2 separate regions of the Pan troglodytes genome follow, and region 1 is linked to region 2. Evidence: chromatin contacts called from public HiChIP or PLAC-seq data. All regions are on one chromosome and are shown on one strand. The core of a region is the stretch at or near the end of the contact, and the rest is flanking DNA. Distances in the headings are between cores, read along the strand shown.

Region 1 (3,464 bases), core at 302-2,801, 220 kb after region 2:
GTACCACAGCTGTTTCCTTGCCATTGTATCTCCAGAATGAATAAATCCACATGTAAACTGCTACGTTTCAACATGATTATAATGTAAATGAGATCAGACATATGTCATTTTAGGTAACTGAATAGAAAAGGAAACAACTTTCGGGGATCAAAAAGCAAATATGGAGCCAAGCGCGGTGGCTCACGCCTGTAATCGTAGCTCTTTGGGAGGTGGAGGCGGGCGGATCACCAGAGCTCAGGAGTCCAGCCTGACCAACATGGTGAAACCCCATCTCTACTAAAAAAAAAAAAAAAAACAAAATTAGCCGGCAGTGGCGGTGCGCGCCTGTAATCCCAGCTGCTCCAGAGGCTGAGGCAGGAGAATGGCTTGAACCCCGGATGCGGAGGTTGCAGTGAGCCGAGATCAAGTCACTGCACTCCAGCCTCAGGACAGAGCGAGACTCCGTCTCAAAAAAAAAAAAAAAAAAAAAAAAAGAAAAGAAAAAGAAAAAAAAGCAAATATGGCAGTTAAAAAGTGAGAAAGTGAGGTTTTAAGACACTAAAGAATTTCAAGGCCAGGCGCGGTGGCTCACGCCTGTAACCCCAGCACTTTGGGAGGCCGACGGGGGCGGATCACTTGAGGTCAGGAGTTCCACACCAGCCTGGCCAACATGTCGAAACCCCGTCTCTACTAATAATAGATTAGTCAGGCGTGGTGGCATGCGCCTTGGTCCCAGCTACGTGGGAGGCTGAGGCAGGAGAATCACTTGAACCTGGGAGGCAGAGGTTGCAGCAAGCTGAAAACGAACCACTGCACTCTAGCCTGGGCAACAAGAGCAAGTCTGTCTCCCCCGGCCCCCTAAAAAAGAATTTCGGTTTTCTACACTAAAAGCAATGTGGAGTAGAAATGCTCACTCTAAATGGCACAAACTCCACAGTTATATGTTACTCAACAGATCTCAGTTCCTTAAGAGAAACTCAATGGGCACAGTATTTCACACTAGATACCTCCTTTCAGACAAGACTGGACGGGCAGTAGATGCACGATACCCCCAACTCATGAAGTCGAGCATAGAATCACCCAACAAGTTACCCAGAAGATAAACTTCTCGGGTACTGCAGCTAGAAGAAGCGAGAGACCTCTCCCTGGGCTAGGGACTGACTTCAAGAAAAGAACTAATCTGAGCGGACACGAGGAACAAGCAGAAAGGAAAAGCGACAGGGCTACCATGCTCCTAACTCCACCCTCCCGCGCTCAGCCCGGAGAATGCCCAGTCTCGCTGGCTGCTGCCCCTCCTTCCACCTCTTTCCAAACCCACCGAGCGGCGCCAGGAAAGGTCCCGCCGCCCTCTTCTCCCCTCCCCCAAACTAGGGGCTGGGGAGGCCCAAGGAGGTTAACAGCTTCCGTTCCTTCCCCGCCCAGAAGGGAAGGGGTGGGAAGTGGGATTGCGAGCTCGTCCAGTCTCGGCCTCCCTCGCCCTCCACCCTTACCCGGAGCTCCGTTTCCGCCCCAGCCCGAGACTCACTCGTCAGTCCCGCAGCCACCGCAGCCGGGTCCCCGCGTACTGCCACAGCCCCTATCCCAGGGCCGCCCCCCCACCCCCAGCTGCCTGCTCCGGTGGGTTCCGGGGCAGTCGAAAGAATTACTTCCGCTGGGTCAGAGCCGCTTTCTGCGACGCGCGGGAGATCCGTACCTGGTGAGGCGAGGACGCAGAGTGTGTCGCTCACTTCCGTCTGGAGGTAGTGCGTAGCGCCCTACTCTTTTCCCCTATAGTAGGCCAGCCTATGAACGCAACCGGCAAATTTTGACCAATCCGAGTCTAGCTCTTCTGGATTCCCAGCATGCAGCGCAGACCCTGATCCAATTGCTGTAAAGACGCGTCCTTAGAGAGGCTCTCGGGAGTCCGAGAGAGCACTGCATTCTGGGATTTGTAGTTTCTCTGGTGGATACCGTCGGCGTTGGGACCGAGGCATCCCTGCATCCTGGGACTTGTAGTTTCTCGCACTGCGTGTTAATATTTTGGTGGTTTCAGAGACTGTCTGTACCTCTCATTTAGGGTTACGCCTGGAGGTGGGAGACTGCTGAGGAAAGATTGAAACGTGGGAGGGCGGTTTCTTTGCTAACGAGATCGTACTCTTTATGAAGCAGCATCTGTCCCTGGTGAAAAGTTGCTGTGCGTGCTGAAGAGCCAGCACAGCAACGACTAGCGCAATCGGCTGGCCTCATTTCCTCTCTTCCCGGTAGAATTCAATGTTAACTGAAAACTAACCACGTCCCCCACTCCACCCGCGAGGGTCCTGCCTTTGCCTCTGGGTTAGCTCAGCTGTCCTGGATCCCGAGCTCACGCACAGAAAATCCAGGCGCCTGCCAACACCGTTACTCAGTTTTTGGGAACTTCTTTCTCATTCCACGCCCCGCTTCCCACCCCCCGCGTTTCCTATGGTAAGATATACAGACACCTTTCCAGGAAGGCTGAAACAGCTAAATAAAGTTCACCTTCTACTGTTTTCCAGGAGTGTGGCATGAAGAGAATGTATGTAGGGCCAAGACAACATTACAAGGTGCTCAACGAGGCACTTTGTGTGCTCAAAAAATAGATAACAGGCTATCTAGAGTTTGTTGAACTGAGGACTTGCCAGAAAGGCTTTTTTTTTGTTTAATTTAGTTGATTTGGTAGATAAAAGACATTGGTTTTTTATAATTAGTTGCAATAATCAAGGAGATTGTCTTGGATAATTTTTTAAAGCCTTTACAGAAATCAGAACAAAGATTTTTTGGCTGTAATGGTAGCTCGAAGTAGAGTTTGGTGGGGAGGACAGGCATGGAGGTGCAGATGAGGAGGCTGTAGGCCCCTTTTCTTTTCTCTTCTCTTTTCTTTCCTTCTTTTTTATTGAGAGGGTGTCTCGCTCTGTCTCCCAGGCTGGCGTGCAGTGGCGCAATCTCGGCTCACTGCAGCCTCCACCTCCCAGGCCCAAGCAATTCTCGTGCCTCAGCCCCCTGAGTAGCTGGGATTACGGGTGTGCTCCACCACGCCGGGCGACTTTTTTCTGTGTTTTTAGTGAAGACGGGGTTTCACCATGTTGGCCAGGCTGGTCTCAAACTCCTGACCACAAGTGATCCGCCCACCTTGGCCTCCCAAAGTGCTGGGATTACAGCCGTGAGCCACTGCGCGCGGCCTAAAAACATCCTTAAAATCATTCTAAAATCCCATTAGTTTATATTTAACAAATGTCTCTAACTTACTGGAACTGGAAAATCCATCTAACATAAATAACAATTCTATGTAAATCTATGGTACAGAGTTTTCAGACTATAATCTGATTTTATCTATTTAGAAATTTTGAGAAATAGATCAAACAAAAGTTTTTATTTTCATTTACTTACAGTATTTGTAGGGGGAACAGCTTTACAGAAGATAAAAAATTTGAGTTCTCTCAATATAGTTAAGAAAAACATTTTTATGTGAAAATTTTATATATATCAGC
Region 2 (3,448 bases), core at 342-2,841:
AGCGGATTCCGTAACTGAGCTTTGTCTCCTCGCCCAACTCCCTTCACCCCGGCAAGGTCACTACCGCCAACTACCCCTTTAAGCCGAGCCATCACGGTAGGAGTTCGTAACAGCCACAGCAGAACTTGCCTGTCATCGGATATATTTTGTCCCCTCGGCCCCACCTACCCTCCCCATTTCGGCAAGTTACGTCTTTACCACTAGCCCATTCTACAGAAATAGCTGCCGCCGCCACCCTCCGGCGCGCCCCGGCCCCGCCGCTCCGCCTCCAGCGCCCCCAGGCCCATTTCCCGCAGACCCTCCCCGGGCCGCCCTCCCCTGCTCTACTCTAGGCGCTCCCTCTCCCTCGCAGCCACACCGTGGCTGCACTCGCCGTCCTCTCTTCCGGCCGCTACCACCCCGGCCCCCTAGAACCCCAGCCTCCCGCGCCCGCAGCCGCGTTCCTGCCTCCCCCACCTCCGCACCCCGACTTGGCCCGGCCTCCTCGCCTTCCTCCCGGCTCCTCCCCTCAGGACACCTGTGTCGTCCCACCCCCTCCACCACACACGCACCCCCCACCCCAATTCCTTCGCCTCCCGGTCCTCCCTCCCCCGCCGGTCTCCCCTCCCCGCTGCTGCCCCGAGAGCCCGATGTGGGAGGGAAGGCGCGGGGGAGGGGAGGCCGCGAAGGGGGCTGCTCTTCTCCGGGTTCCCCGTGCTGCGGAACTGCAGGGCTCCCCAGCGCCCTCTGCCTTCCTCGCCGGCGGCGCGGAAGTCGGGGTCTCCCGGGCGCCCCCGATGAGGGTATTTACCTTCTTGCCGGGGACACTTTGCAGACGGCTCCAACATTGGCAAACACTACAGAGAACTGACCCCGCTCGGCCGCCGCCGGCTTCCACCCCTCGGGCTCCCCGCCCCCCGCCTCCGCCCGCCTCCGCCCGCCTCCCCGGCGCTCCCGCCGCGCCCTCCCGCGCTCGCGCCGCGCGCCCCCGCCTGCGCAGCTGCTCCCGCGCCCCAGCACGCCCGGCCGGCGCGCGCGCCCGGCACCGGCTCTACCTCCACTCTGCCTCCCGCCGGCCCGCGACCAAGCGCGGCCATTGTTCGCGACGCAGCTCCCGCCCCCTGGCGGCTGCCGGGCCCCAGCAGCTGCAGGCTCTGCGGGGCTAGCGGCGGTGAGCTGGGCCCCTGGGCGAGGGCCATTCCCGGGGGGCTTGGGCACGCGGGCGAGCGACTGCGCAAGGAGCGCGCCCGGTCCGCAGTCTCCTCGTCCCCGGCGCGACTCCCCGCCCCCTCGTCTGCCAAGGGTGGGCCTGGGGCAGCCCCTTCCACACCTGCAACTCGGCAACTTCCTTCCCCGCCCGACTGACCGTCTGTTCTTTCTGGTCCGCACCCCGTGCTCTGATTCCCCGCTCGTACCTTTCCCAGGCTCTCTGGCTGCCCCTCTGTGCTGTGCAGGGGACGCGCGACCATCCCGCGTCTGCTCCGGCCGCCGCTGTGCGACGCACGGTTTAGCGGATCTTGCACCTTTCTAGACGGGGGAGGGGGCGGGGAGGAGGTTGCTTCACCGTCTCGCCCAGCAAACACCAGGGATCCGTGATCACCTGCTCGCCAGACCTCCTCTTCTACCGAAAATATTAGTCACATGAAAAAGAATCCTTGGAGCCAAAAATGAGAACCATTGAAAACAATGCCCTGAATCCTAGATTTATGAGGCAAGAGTGCCAGAAAACAGAAATTACGTCTTGATTCGTCCTGGTTTTGATGTGGATTACTTTTGTCTAGATAACTTCAACCCAGTTAAGCTCGATGAAACTGAACACTTCGTTTAGTAACCGGCACCAAAAATAATCTGACAAAGAAATTTCGAAATAGAACTATTAGTGTGTTTTCACAAACTTACTCGTTTGCAACGTTATTTCTAGGGTTTCTTCCCAGTGTCACTTCTCTGACTGAGAAATGTCTCCCAGGCCGGTGATTTCAGTCATCATCTAAAACCAATCTCATGTCTGCACCTGGGAAGGTAGTGTGTGTCCTGGTTAACAGCAAGGGCGCCAGAGTCAGATAACCAAGGCTGGATATCCGCTTGCTAACTGGTGAGGAGACCACGGGCATGTTACTTATCCTGTGCATCAAGAGGAGACTACATGTGATAGATAGTTCGTATTTAAATGTGACAATACATATGAAGCCCTTTAAATAGGACCGGGCAAGTAGTACCTCTCCTGGTACAATGTTAGCTACAGCTATATTTTTCCTCCCAGAACTCCTTCCTATGCTCCTTTCCCCTCTTTTCACCTCTGCCAGTTCCCTCGGATTTAACATGTTGCATCCTCCATAAATTTGCTGTGCTCCTTCTAGAGGCTTACGCACCCAGTCAGCATTCTAATACAGTCATGCCTTACCTAGCCACAAGGATATGTTCTGAGGAACGTGTCATTAAGCGATTTTTGTTGTTTTGCGCACATCATAGCGTGTTCTTAACGCAAACCTAGGTAGTCTAGCCAACTACTCGCTTTGGCTATATGGTATATAGCTATTGCGCGTAGGCTGCAAACCTGTACAGTGTGTTACTGTACTAATACTGTAGGCAATTGCAACACAAGGGTATTTGTACCTAAACATAGAAAACCTACAGTAAAAGAACTATATAATTTTTTTTTTTTTTGAGACGGAGTCTCGCTCTGTCACCCAGGCTGGAATGCAGTAGCACAATCTCAGCTCACTGCAACCTCCACCTTCCGAGTTCAAGCAATTCTCCTGCCTCAGCCTCCCTGGTAGCTGGGATTATAGGCACATGTCACCACGTCCAGCTAATTTTTGTATTTTTAGTAGAGACGGGGTTTGACCATGTTGGCCACGCTGGTCTCGAACTCTTGACCTCAAGTGATTCCCCGCCGGCCCCCCCCCCCCGCCCCTCCCCGCCACCTCGGCCTCCCAAAGTGCTGGGATTACAGGCGCCCGGCTTAAAGAACTGTATAATCTTATGGGACCACCGTTGTATATGCAGTCCACCTGTCCATCATTGACCGAAAGAAGTTGACCAGAAATTGTTGAATATTTTGAATGAATACCTTACTTTCCCACCAGCCATACCAAGGGTCAAGCTGCCTACCTCTGTGTCTTTCCATAGGCTATTCTCTCTCCCTTCAGGCTACCCTTCTCTCGCCTGGTGAACAAATAATCTTTCACGGCATTCAAAAATCACCTTCTTGGCCGGGTGTGGTGGCTCACACCTGTAACCTCAGCACTTCGGGAGGCCGAAGCGGGCAGACCACGAGGTCACGAGTTTGAGACCAGCCTGGCCAACATGGTGAAACTCCATCTCTACTAAAAATACAAAAATTAGCTGGGCGTGGTGGCACACACCTGTAATCCCAGCTACTTAGGAGGCTGAGGCAGGAGAATTGCTTGAACTCGGGAGGCAGAGGTTGCAGTGAGCTGAGATGAGCCACTGCACTCTAGCCTGGGCA

The links. HiChIP or PLAC-seq counts read pairs in DNA pulled down with a chosen protein or histone mark.
Region 1: an H3K4me3 HiChIP or PLAC-seq map of stem cell-derived excitatory neurons shows a contact between it and region 2, with 5 times the contacts expected there. The contact joins the promoter of ELOC here to the promoter of STAU2 in region 2. A contact is called at or near these places in 1 of 7 Hi-C or Micro-C datasets (stem cell-derived neural progenitor cells) and 1 of 1 datasets of contacts at active chromatin or transcription factors (stem cell-derived excitatory neurons).

Annotation. Positions count from the first base shown.
Region 1 is chr7:82,624,748-82,628,211 of NHGRI_mPanTro3-v2.0_pri, forward strand. It overlaps ELOC (elongin C), which reads right to left and starts at 1,552. Exons shown (of 4, transcript NM_001252005.1): 1 at 1,505-1,552.
Region 2 is chr7:82,399,724-82,403,171 of NHGRI_mPanTro3-v2.0_pri, forward strand. It overlaps STAU2 (staufen double-stranded RNA binding protein 2), which reads right to left and starts at 1,592. Exons shown (of 12, transcript XM_054656829.2): 1 at 1,395-1,592. The coding sequence starts at 1,448. The region is part of intron 6 of UBE2W (ubiquitin conjugating enzyme E2 W); the gene reads right to left.